Linked DNA regions of Gossypium hirsutum: region 2 is linked to region 1. The links are chromatin contacts, called in public Hi-C maps. All regions are on one chromosome and are shown on one strand. The core of a region is the stretch at or near the end of the contact, and the rest is flanking DNA. Distances in the headings are between cores, read along the strand shown.

Evidence for each region. A called contact is a pair of places that touch in the nucleus more often than the background predicts.
Region 2: a Hi-C map of leaf shows a contact between it and region 1, with 2.3 times the contacts expected there. The contact joins the promoter of LOC107950626 here to the promoter of LOC107950655 in region 1. A contact is called at or near these places in 5 of 34 Hi-C or Micro-C datasets (hypocotyl and leaf).

Annotation. Positions count from the first base shown.
Region 1 is chrD03:11,411,994-11,417,627 of Gossypium_hirsutum_v2.1, reverse strand. It overlaps LOC107950655 (protein PAF1 homolog), which reads left to right and starts at 2,122. Exons shown (of 12, transcript XM_016885537.2): 1 at 2,122-4,039; 2 at 4,683-4,751; 3 at 5,034-5,141; 4 at 5,231-5,411; 5 at 5,502-5,578. The coding sequence starts at 3,186.
Region 2 is chrD03:11,689,681-11,695,314 of Gossypium_hirsutum_v2.1, reverse strand. It overlaps LOC107950626 (probable dolichyl pyrophosphate Glc1Man9GlcNAc2 alpha-1,3-glucosyltransferase), which reads left to right and starts at 3,531. Exons shown (of 9, transcript XM_016885506.2): 1 at 3,531-3,781; 2 at 3,909-4,007; 3 at 4,755-4,817; 4 at 4,915-5,014; 5 at 5,137-5,189; 6 at 5,472-5,634. The coding sequence starts at 5,481. LOC107950625 (a long non-coding RNA gene) reads left to right here. Exons shown (of 2, transcript XR_001698132.2): 2 at 676-980.

The DNA.
Region 1 (5,634 bases), core at 873-3,372:
TCATATATTAAGTAACCTTAATTTGAATGCCATTGATATAATTCTCAACATTTGGAGTAGCAATAGACTTAAACAATTTACTAAAATAGTCTCCAGTAAATTTGCTAACATCTTCTATGCCATAGTTAATGTAAGTTAAAAGGGATATGAATATTATGCATATGAATGATGAGTCACTTACTTGCCAAGTAAGTTAACCTTGTAATTAAGTATAATGACAATTTAGAATGATTGTTTCCATGATGTTTGAATGTGTTATTGTGAGTGTACATGGTGTTTTTTTTTTTAGTATAATAAGTGATGGTTTTGAATTGGCGATGTTAAAGGTCAATTTAGGTGAGTTTTGAGGTGATTTTTGGGTCCTAGCATAGTTGTATCTATACATATGCTAAATTGTATCGCAACAAGTAAGTTAGTGAAAGTAAAAGTGTACGATAGCAAGGACTTGTATCAGTACAAATTCTCACTTGTACCTATACAGCTATGACAGAACATTGTCCCTCACTTGTTTTGAGTTGTTTCGACTCCTAGAGACCCGTGCTAAGTCCTGATGACCTCTAAACACTTAGGAATTGTTTTAAAATATTTATAAATTGTTTTAAAAGTTTTAATAATGAATTTAATCAATTGAAATGGTTTGATATGAATGGATTTATGTTTGACTTTCTTATTGAATTTAAAGTATAAGCTAGATTAAATTACTCTAGCAACTAATATGGGTCTCGCATTAGGACTCGACGACTGGATCAAATGCTGGATGTCACAGTTTTTAATGAACTTGCGTATTGGTTTTATACATATAATCTACTCATCTAGTCAAATTTTGATTGAAAACGGTTATGATAAGGAATTTTTATGTTATGGACTTGTTTCCATGTGTTAAACATGTTTTCATACTTTTTGTTTGACATATATCTTGCTAGGAGGCATATAGAGACATGATTGCATGACCTGGAATACTATTTTCCTATAGTTCTAGATTTATGTCTTGGGACTAGATAAAAGTCTTAAGACATGGTAGCCTGAGTATCGAGACTTGATTTTCAAGTCTCATGTAACACTCTATACCCAACTTGAATTAGAGACATTAACATTTTTAAAATTATGAAAATGAAATAAAATTAAAGAAATTACAAAATAAAAAATTTACAAAAATTGAATGAAAAACATTAAGAATAAAATAGTACAGAAAATTGCGAGAATAAATGTATAAGATTGGGAGAATAGATAAATAAGATTGAATAAATTTTTTTGAAAATAGACAGGTATATATAGGAAAAAAATGTCCTTTGGAGAAAAAAAATGTTGACATTGGAGAAAAAAGTGTTACCGTTGGTCAACTTGCCATTGATCCCAAGGTTAGAAACTCAACGACGGTGATATTCTAACAGTTTATATAATTTTTTTTAAAAATCCGACTTTGGTACAAGGCAACGCCATGTGATGAAAATGTGCTCTGTAATTTTTTAAACAACGCATTTTCACCTCTCTTCTCCATGTCACCTGAAAGCGCTTCCTACACGTGTTTTTTTGTCTTCTCCCTCCAAAATCGACTTATTTCTGTAATTTCCAAATAAAACGATATCAAACCTTAATTTTTTTTACAATTGACATATATGCTTAATTTTCTTGAAAATAAAGAGGAAGGAAAAAAAACAAAAGATAATGAAAATCTTATCATTGACTCTCCAAAATAATCTTCAAAGCAAGAAACGGTGGTCGGCAATGGTTAGAGACAATGATCAACAACAATTAAGGTTGAAACTTGAGATGAGAGAAGAGTTGAAAAGAAGTAGAGAGGCAGCCGTTGGCACATGTGATGCTGGAGTTTGCAGAAAACACAAAAGAGAGAAAATTTTGAGAGAAAGAGAAGAAGAGAGACTAAACTTGGCATTCAAATTTTTGCATAACTGCTTCTTGGGCCCTTGGGCAATTATAACCACCAGGCCGTTACAACCAATTTGAAATTTTGTTAGACATGTGCAATATTAGAGTGAAACGCACCATTTTACTCAATTCCCTTCATCAACACTGAAACGCTGCGTCTAACCCTCCCTTAAACTCTACGTTTTTTTGAAGTTTCTAAACATAAAAGATTAAACACTGTCGTTTTGTTAACGAACTTAACAGCTAATTAAGACTTGAGAATTTGACCCGTCTCAAAATGGCAGAGCAACGAGCAGCAGAGTTGTTCTTTTCTTCTTCAAGTGTTTTAGTAGGTACAAGACAGATTAAGGAATTTAGGGGTTTTTTTTTTTACTTTATTATTTTAGGTTGGGTGATTGGGTTGGATTGATTAAATTTTTTAGGGTTTGGTATGTTTTCGATGGATTTGGGTTGCAAAAGTCGGTTTAACTGGATTAAATTTTTAGGGTTTGGTATGTTTTCGATGGATTTGGGTTGCAAAAGTCGGTTTAACTGGTTTTGCATTGGTTCATTCAGTTTATAGATCGCGGTTCAACTGTGTTCACGACTCAACTAGTTCTCATCCTAACTCCGGATTTCAATAACATTGGAAAAAACAAAGAAATAATCCTGAATATATAAAACCCAAAAATAAATCCGAAGTCAAGTAAAAGAGGATATTATCCCCTTCTCCGTTCCGGCAAACTTTTTCCGGTCACTCACTCACGCATTTTGGTTTTCGCTTAGAGCTGTAAATAATAAACATATATTAGTTCGGATTTCAATTGGTTAGGTTTCTTTTTTCTCCCTTTAATAAAGTAGGAGCTGGTTTTTGCTTTCAAGTATTTACTGATTAGATTCCAGATCAGTCTCTATCTCTTTCCTAGGGTTTGTGGAATTGAGAGTTCAATTCGTTGCTCTGTTTATCTCATTTAACGCTTTCTTCCCACAAATTTTTTTGCCGACCTGATTAAATTAAAAATTTTTGGCGGTTGATTTTGCTAGGGTTTTAGCTACTTCAGCTGAATTCTGGAAATTAGGATTTCAATGTTTTGAATCTATTCCTTTAGGGTTTTTTTTTCTTGAAAGGAAAATAGGAAATTTCAAATTCGAGTTGAAGGTTTTCCAATTTGAATAAATTTCTTCAAGAAAACTAGGAGAAAAAAGAAGCCCAGAATTCAAAATCTCAAGTTTCATGTTTTACTGTTCTTTTATGCGGCTTTCTTATTGATTTGTCTCTGTTTTTGATACTGTGATAAAGTGAATAAAAGAGAAGAAGAATGGCCTCGTATAGGTCATTCCCACCACAATCCTTTCCTCCTCCACCCTCACCAAATCAAAATCCTCTCCCACCCCAACAACATTATGATCAAAATTACAATCAAATGAATTTGAAATCAAATTATCATTACCCTTCTTCAAGACCGCCCCAACAACAGCAGCAGCCACCGCCTCCTCCACCTCCACAGCAGCAATATTCTTATCCCCCACCGCCTCCGCCACCTCTGGATTCTTCCTATCCACCTCCCCCACCCCCTCCTCTGCCAACAGTGCCGCAAAATACCTTCAACTCACAGCCACCAATATACTATCCACCTTCACAGTACTCATCACAGTATGGCAATCAAGCAATGCAGCCACCTCCTCCACCGCCTCCCCCAAGTTCTCCCGGTTCTTCAATCCCTCCACCTCCTCCTCCCAGTTCTCCTCCACCTCCGCCTCCTCCAAAGGAGAGTGCTGGGGACAAGAGGTTAAGTGAGCTCAGTAAAGTGGGGAATAGGGATTTTTCAGGTTCTGGAAGGCGTGAACATGGGCATTCCAATCACAGGATTGGTGGTAGAGAGCACAAGCCAATGGTGCCCCCTGTAAAGAACCCAAATGTACATACAGGAAGAGTGGAGACAGAGGAAGAGAGGAGGTTGAGGAAGAAGAGGGACTTTGAGAAGCAAAGACAAGAGGAGAAGCATAGACAGCAGAAGAAGGAGTCGCAGAAGGCCCAATTAATGTCTTCCAGCAAAGCGCATGGTTCAATGATAGGCTCACGGATGGGAGATAGGAGAGGTACACCATTTTTGAGTGGTGAGAGGATTGAGAATAGATTAAAGAAGCCAACTACGTTCTTGTGCAAGTTGAAGTGAGTATATGGAAATGATGTTTTCTTTCTTCTTTACAGTTTTGTTTGATTCTTAGGCCATACCAAATTTAGATATCAAACTTGTTAAATTTCACGTTTGTCATATCTAAGTTAGGTATTAAACTTTTCAAATTTCTTGTTTATGATCCTGCCTTAATGAGTTTATCTAGTTTAGGTTGAATGATTCCTTCTCTTGTCCTACTTTTGCCATTTATGCTGTTCTGGAGATATCCATGGATGACTTAAGATGGAATTCGATAGAGTAATTAGTGATGTATATGGCTCTGATATTGGCATTGGCATAAGTAGGTTGATGAACCATGGATTAACTTGAAAAAATCAGTACTTTTCTCTTCATGTTGAATCTGCTCATATTGTAACTACGGTAGTTTTGATAACAATGGGATTTTGATTTTTCCTTTTGTTTTATTAAAATGATCTTTCCCACTGTTCCTTGCATTTGCATGTATAATAATACATTTTGGCTGAACACTGTACTTGATCATTAATTTCTTCATGCAATTTCCTTATTTTCCCATGTGAAATTTCTTTTTCATTTTGGAAAATGTTCCTTTGGATTACTTGTTTGACTATTTAGCTATGCGGTTCACATCTGATAATGACAAACACTTTTATCATATAGATTCCGAAATGAACTTCCTGATCCATGTGCACAGCCCAAACTTATGGCCTTGAAGAAAGATAAAGATCGGTAAGAAATAGTGTTTTGCTCCAAAGAATGATGACTGTATTTTCTGCTTTTAAAACTCCAGGATCCAAATTTTTTTTTGATTGTCTGATTGAATGTATTTTCCATTTTTCTTTTATTTTTGTCGTTAGTTATCTATAGTTAGTATTCCTTTATCTGCAGAGAAAAATATTATTGGACTTGTAAAAGTTTAAACTTAAAAAATCTGGTTTTGGTCGTTGGTCTTGATGTCATGATTTAATTCCTTTCTGAGATTTCTTGTTAATGTATACGTCTTTCTCACAGGTTTACAAAATACACCATCACCTCTCTAGAGAAAATGTACAAGCCTAAACTTATTGTTGAGCCAGATCTCGGGATACCACTGGATTTGCTTGACCTCAGTGTGTACAAGTATCGTAATTCAGCTGCTTAAAATTTTTTCTTTTGCCTTTGCTTTTTGTTGCTATGGTTTTGATTCTCTTCTCTCTTTTTTTAATTAGTCCTTCTAGTGTTAGACCACCACTTGCCCCAGAAGACGAGGAACTCTTGCGTGATGATGTAGCTATAACCCCTATAAAGAAAGATGGCATAAGACGAAAAGAAAGACCCACTGATAAAGGTGTTTCTTGGCTTGTTAAAACACAGTACATTTCTCCACTTAGTATGGAATCAACGAAACAGGTAATTGCTAACTACCTGTGTTCATTTTTGATCTTCTGGATGATTACTTTTGGAAGCTGTGACAAAACTAAATATATGTGGGACTTGCAGTCTTTGACTGAAAAGCAAGCAAAAGAACTGCGAGAACTTAAGGGAGGCCGTAATCTTTTGGAGAACCTTAACAATAGGTTTGTTTTATTCAAACCTCTTCTGAAGAGAAATTTTATTGAAATCAGATTTGCTA
Region 2 (5,634 bases), core at 2,282-4,781, 280 kb before region 1:
CTTTGAGTAATTGATGGATAAATAATCTCATTTGAACCTTAAGAATTTTTAGGATATGAATGAGATGTTATTAGGGATTTCGTGTTTCAGGTGTTGGTCTTGAATGCCTTACCAATGGCTAAGGTCTTGCATTTATTGCGGATTCTCCATAGCTCATGTGAGCAGCATCGTGTAGCTACCATGCCAACGCACAACTCGTGTGAACAGGCCCATTTCATAGCTCGTGTGAGCACTATTGAAAAAGAAAGGTTATAGTTATATGGGAAGGCACACTATGTGTGAGCATTCTTAAGTATCTGATGTAATTCTAGATGGTTCAACGGGTAAGTAAAGGTAATTGGCAAGGCATGTGTTTAAATGGATAATTGCTCATAAATTTATGAAAGGTAAATTTGGATGAATGCAAGTGAATTGAATGGAACTATATGATTAAGTGATGAATGTTATGTTCATGAAGATTCATTTGTGAAATGGTTGATTTTCTATATGCATTATACATGAGCCTACTAATTTGTGAGTTTGGTGATGCTTATAGGATTGTATTAAGCTTATGAGTATAGTAAAGATGTTATGCACATTTTATAAATTGAGCTTAAGAATGGTAAGTTATGTTTGAGTTTATACGAGCTTACTAAGCACTAGTTGCTTACGTAGTTATTTTCTTTTGTTTCGTAGATTATCAGAAGCTTGATCGGTTGAAAGTTTGTCGAAGATCTATCACACTATCTAGCAACCACTTCGGTAGTTGTTGAGTTATTTTGGCCAAGGTTATAAATGGCATGTATAGGACCTTTTTATAATGAATGTTTTTGAATATGTTAGTGAACAATTTGGTATGAATATGTTTTTGGAATATGTATTTTGTATGTTAGACTTATAATGCTTAGGCAAGTTTAAGTCTTTTGGTCACTTTTAAGTACTTGTAATATATGGTCATTTTGGTATATTTGTGGTGAAATGTGAATGGTTAAATTGGTGTCTTTATGTAGTTATATTGAATAGGTTTTGTGTTTGAAATATGGCATTATAGCCTTGTTTTGATTGAAGTTGTTGGTATAAATGTGGTGCCTTTGAATGGCATATTGGTTAGGTGAAATAGGTTGATTGAATTGGTATGTTTATATGTGTTTGAAAGGTGTTTAGGTCTTTTGAATGTATGCACAAATGGAATGGTTGATTGGGTATGTTTTGGTCTTGAAATGGCTTGATTATAGGGTCAAATTATAGAGCACACGGCTTGGGACACGGGCTATCACACGGCCTTGTGTATCAAGTCAGTGAGTTACACGGTTTAGCACACGGCCTATGACACGACCATGTGACATAACTCAGTGAGTTACACGGTTTAAAACATGGGTTGGGACACGGCTGTGTGTCCCTTTGTTCGAGTATCACATGGTCTGGTTTATGTCACATGGTCTGGCCACAGGGCCATGTGACCCCTATTTTCAAAAATTTCAACTTTTTCTCAAATTTTTTGATTTGTTTCGATTTAGTCCCAGATCGTGTCCAAATTGATTTTAGGGCCTTGAAGGCCCGATTTAAGGGCCAAATGTATATAAGGTTGTAATAAGTTTTAGGTAATTTTGTTAAATGAAATTATTGATATGTTTTGATATTAATTGTTCGAAATTGTACGGTAATGCTTTATAACTCTAATTTAACGATAAAAATGAGTTAGGGGTGTTACAACGCTTGCATGGTCTATCCTACTTTCTATCCCTAATTACTTTATGTAGACAATTAAGATTCCATTACTATTTGCACTAAAATTGAAAAGAGTACTTGAGGTTTCATTTGGGGTAAGGATACAGGTGGTCATAAACCATATTTGGTTAATTGATTTAATTGTTGTCAACCATTATCCAATAGGGGTCTTAGTCTTTGTTGTCTTAAAGTGCAGAACGACTGTTTCCTTCTAAAGCTAGGGTTCAATTTTCTCACAAATAAGCAAGCATTGTGGGTTCAACTTCTCCGTGCTAAATATAAAGTCAAAGACGTGTGTCCGGTGGACATATCGAAGGGTTTGTGTTCCTTTGTTTGGAGGTCGCTTGGTCTGTTGGTGATCCAATCATAGTATGGATAAATAATTGGGTCTCGAAAATTAGTCATTTTATTAACTTTTGCTGTAATATGGATCTCATTAATATGGATACTACCCTTTGGGAGGTTACGTTAGTTGACGGTAGTTGGGATTGGAATTTTTGGCATTGTATGGTGGATAGAAACGTTGTTCTTTATATTGTAGGTATCATGCCTTCGAATCCTTCTATTGGGCAAGATGAGCTAATTTCCACATGATCTACTAACAGTGAGTTTACTATCAAATCGACATACAAACACCTGATGTAGAACTATTTGAAACCTGTAGACAGCAAATGGAAATTGGCTTGGTCTTTTGAGGGCCCTCAACACGTTAGACAATTCTTCTGGTTAGTTTTTAAGGAACGATTGCTAACGAATGCCGAAAGATTCATAAGAGGAATGGTTGGCAATCCTTATTGCTTAATTTGTGGTAATTCTGAAGAATCTATCATCCATGTTTTGCAAGACTGTAACAAGGCTCGTGTTCTGTGGAAACAACTTATCCTTGAAAGATGTTTAATGCAACTTTTTCCATCCTGTTATTAGACTAGATCACTTTAAATTTAAGGAATGATCTTGATCTAGTCTATACTGAGGTAAAGTGGCAATCTCTGTTTGGTATAATTTGTTGGAATATGTGGAAACAAAGGAATATGTGGATTGTTCAAGGGGTGGATGTTGATTTAAAGCATATTCTTATCTCTTCATAGAGTTGGGCGAGTTCTATCAAGCATTGTCTTATTTCATCTGTTGGATCTTCTAGGAGCTTTAGCCGTTACAATAATTGGAAACCTCCTCCGTCGGGTTTCGTTAAATTAAACACGGATGGGGCAAAATCCTCGAGTTTGGGATTTCCATCAGCTGCTGTTGTGGCGTTAGATGTTATGGGCAGATGGCCTGGAGGTGTAGGCAAAATATTGGAAGATGTAGTGTCGAGCAGACGAAACTTTGGGCAATTTATGACGCCCTTGTGTTGTCTTGGGATGCTAAATGGGATATTATTATCGTTGAAATGGATTATGCCTAAGCCCTTACAGCAATTTCGAACAAATCTCGTGGTAAATTGAACAGTGATTTAGTGATAAAAATAAAGGAACTTTGTAGCAGAAAGTGACAGATAATTTTACAAAATGTCCCAAAAGAAGTTAATGCTACAACTCATATATGGGTTGGTGCAATGCAAAAGATCTCATATGGTTCTATCAGGTTCAAAGAGATCCCAACATAAATCATTGAGCAAGCTTAATTTAATGACAACCAATTTGTAGTACAACTGCTTTATCTTTACAATTGATTTATAAAAACGGGGTGCTTTATCTTTACAATTGATTTATAAAAACGGGGTATAGAGAATAATAGTACACATTGAGAACCAAAAATAAAGTATAATAGCCAAATTAATAAAAAATTGTACAAATATCAAAGTGATAATTTAACAATAGTACGGGTCGTTTATTTTTCAAACTAATATTTTTGGCCACGTGGTCTCCTATTTCGAACAAAAGGAGTTTGGGCGAGTTGAAGTTCCCTTCTCAATTCCCATTCTATTTCTCCATTGACCTCTCTCTCCTGATAATCACCATTGAAGCGAAACCAAAGCGTATCTCTTCTCGTCTCTGAATCTCATCAATCAGCAACTGAACAAGAAAACTTACAATTAACTACTGCTGTCTACTGCTACTAGTCTACTACCTAGGTACTTAATTTGTTCGTTAATAATATGAATTAATCTGGTACTTAATTTGTTCGTTAATAATATGAATTAATCTATCAAACCCTAGAAATTCTAACTCCTCACCGTCTTTGCTAATCGTTTAGAACAGCACTATAGGCAGCTCATAGTCAGCCACGATGCCGTAGTGCTAGGAACTGCTCTCAACGAACGCATCCTCCGCTCTCTTCTTTCTGTTCATCGACTCAAGGTCTTCTTTTTTCTTTTTCTTCCCATTTACCTGCTGCTATAATATATTTCCTATCTTCTTTTCTTTGTTTTTCTTTTAAGTAATTGATTTCTGATCCTAGATCTTGATGGGTACATCTTAGATTTGTGTACGGATCTGTTGGATATCGTTGCCATTGATTAAGGCAAACACCACGTCTATGCCTATCTTTCTTTTTCTCTCTCTCCCCCCTCCTTTTTCTGCACCATTCCTTATCGAGGTGCCTTTGATTAAGGCATGGATCTGTTACATTTTAACGAGGTTGCTGCAAATAGGATATGTTTCCCCTAAAATTTTCAATCCTCCTGTCAGTAGCTACAACGATGCAATTATACTGAAATAAATCAGTTTAATCTAATCAAGGGATGCCAACTACTGACATCCCCCTGTCAAATGTGAAAAATTCTCATGATCCTGCTTGTATAGTTGATCATAGTTCTTTTTTTGAGTAAAACCTCTTTATCGTCTAACCATCCCCAATTGCTTGCACTATGTAACTCTTGAAAATGTTTGTGCTAAGGTAAAGTGAGTCTTCTAGATAAGCTTGGTTTTCCTAAATGCTTTACTTGTGAAAGGAAATGCAACTTGTTTATTCTATAACGTTGATTTCAAAGTAGAAAGTGTCTTTTGTTTCGCTCTTTTTGGAAAATTACAAAATGGTGCTAGATATTTATTATATTACTTTTGTTGTTTGTTCATTTCATTTGGTGCTGTTCATCATGCATTTAGGTTCTGCATATGGATAGGAACAAGTACTATGGAGGAGAGCCTACATCACTCAACCTGATTCAGGTTCCATTTTCTGCATAGTCCAAAGGCCCAGCTAATCTATTGATTTGTTTTCCTTTATTTATTTATTAATTAATGCCTTTAAATTATTTGTTGGCAGCTCTGGAAGGCAAAGTTAGTGGTGTAACATCTGAAGGTGAAACTGCCAGGTGTAAGAAAGTTGTTTGGGACCCTTCCCACTTGTGAAAGAAGGAATTACTGTACTACTTTTTTCTTTACCTTAGCATTTTCTCAATTGGAAGCAATATAACTCATGATCTTATGAAGTTTTTCTCCTTCTTTCATTTTAAAGAATGCTGAAGAAACAACTCTTTCTCAACAGGTTCACTTGCAGATTATCCTGCCACAAAAGCAGTTGAGTCATAAATCAGACATGTAAGTTCACTTTGGAATTTTTCTTAATAGGAAGCTTTATTAAAGTAAGATATAAGGGGCTCTCAATGATTACCATATATGAATTTTGCGATTTGATTAAATAGAACTATATCTGGCACCTTTCTTGTTCCTGGTATCCTTTATTATTTTCTCTTCATTTTTTTCCTGGCCGTTTGGGGTGTATTTTGACCTAAATTTCTTTCCATGTCAAATTGACACTACTCGTCACTTAACAGTACTGCGCTCAATTTGTGAAATTTTACTGTTCTTTTGACTTTACAGTGTAATTGTATGATGGAAATGCAAGAGAGTCCACAAACACCCGTAGTCATGGCGCAGCTTTCTTGGTTTTTTGGCATAGCCACAATTGTAAAGCTTCTACTAATCCCATCCTACCACAGCACGGACCTGGAAGTCCATCGCCACTGGCTGGCCATTACCCACT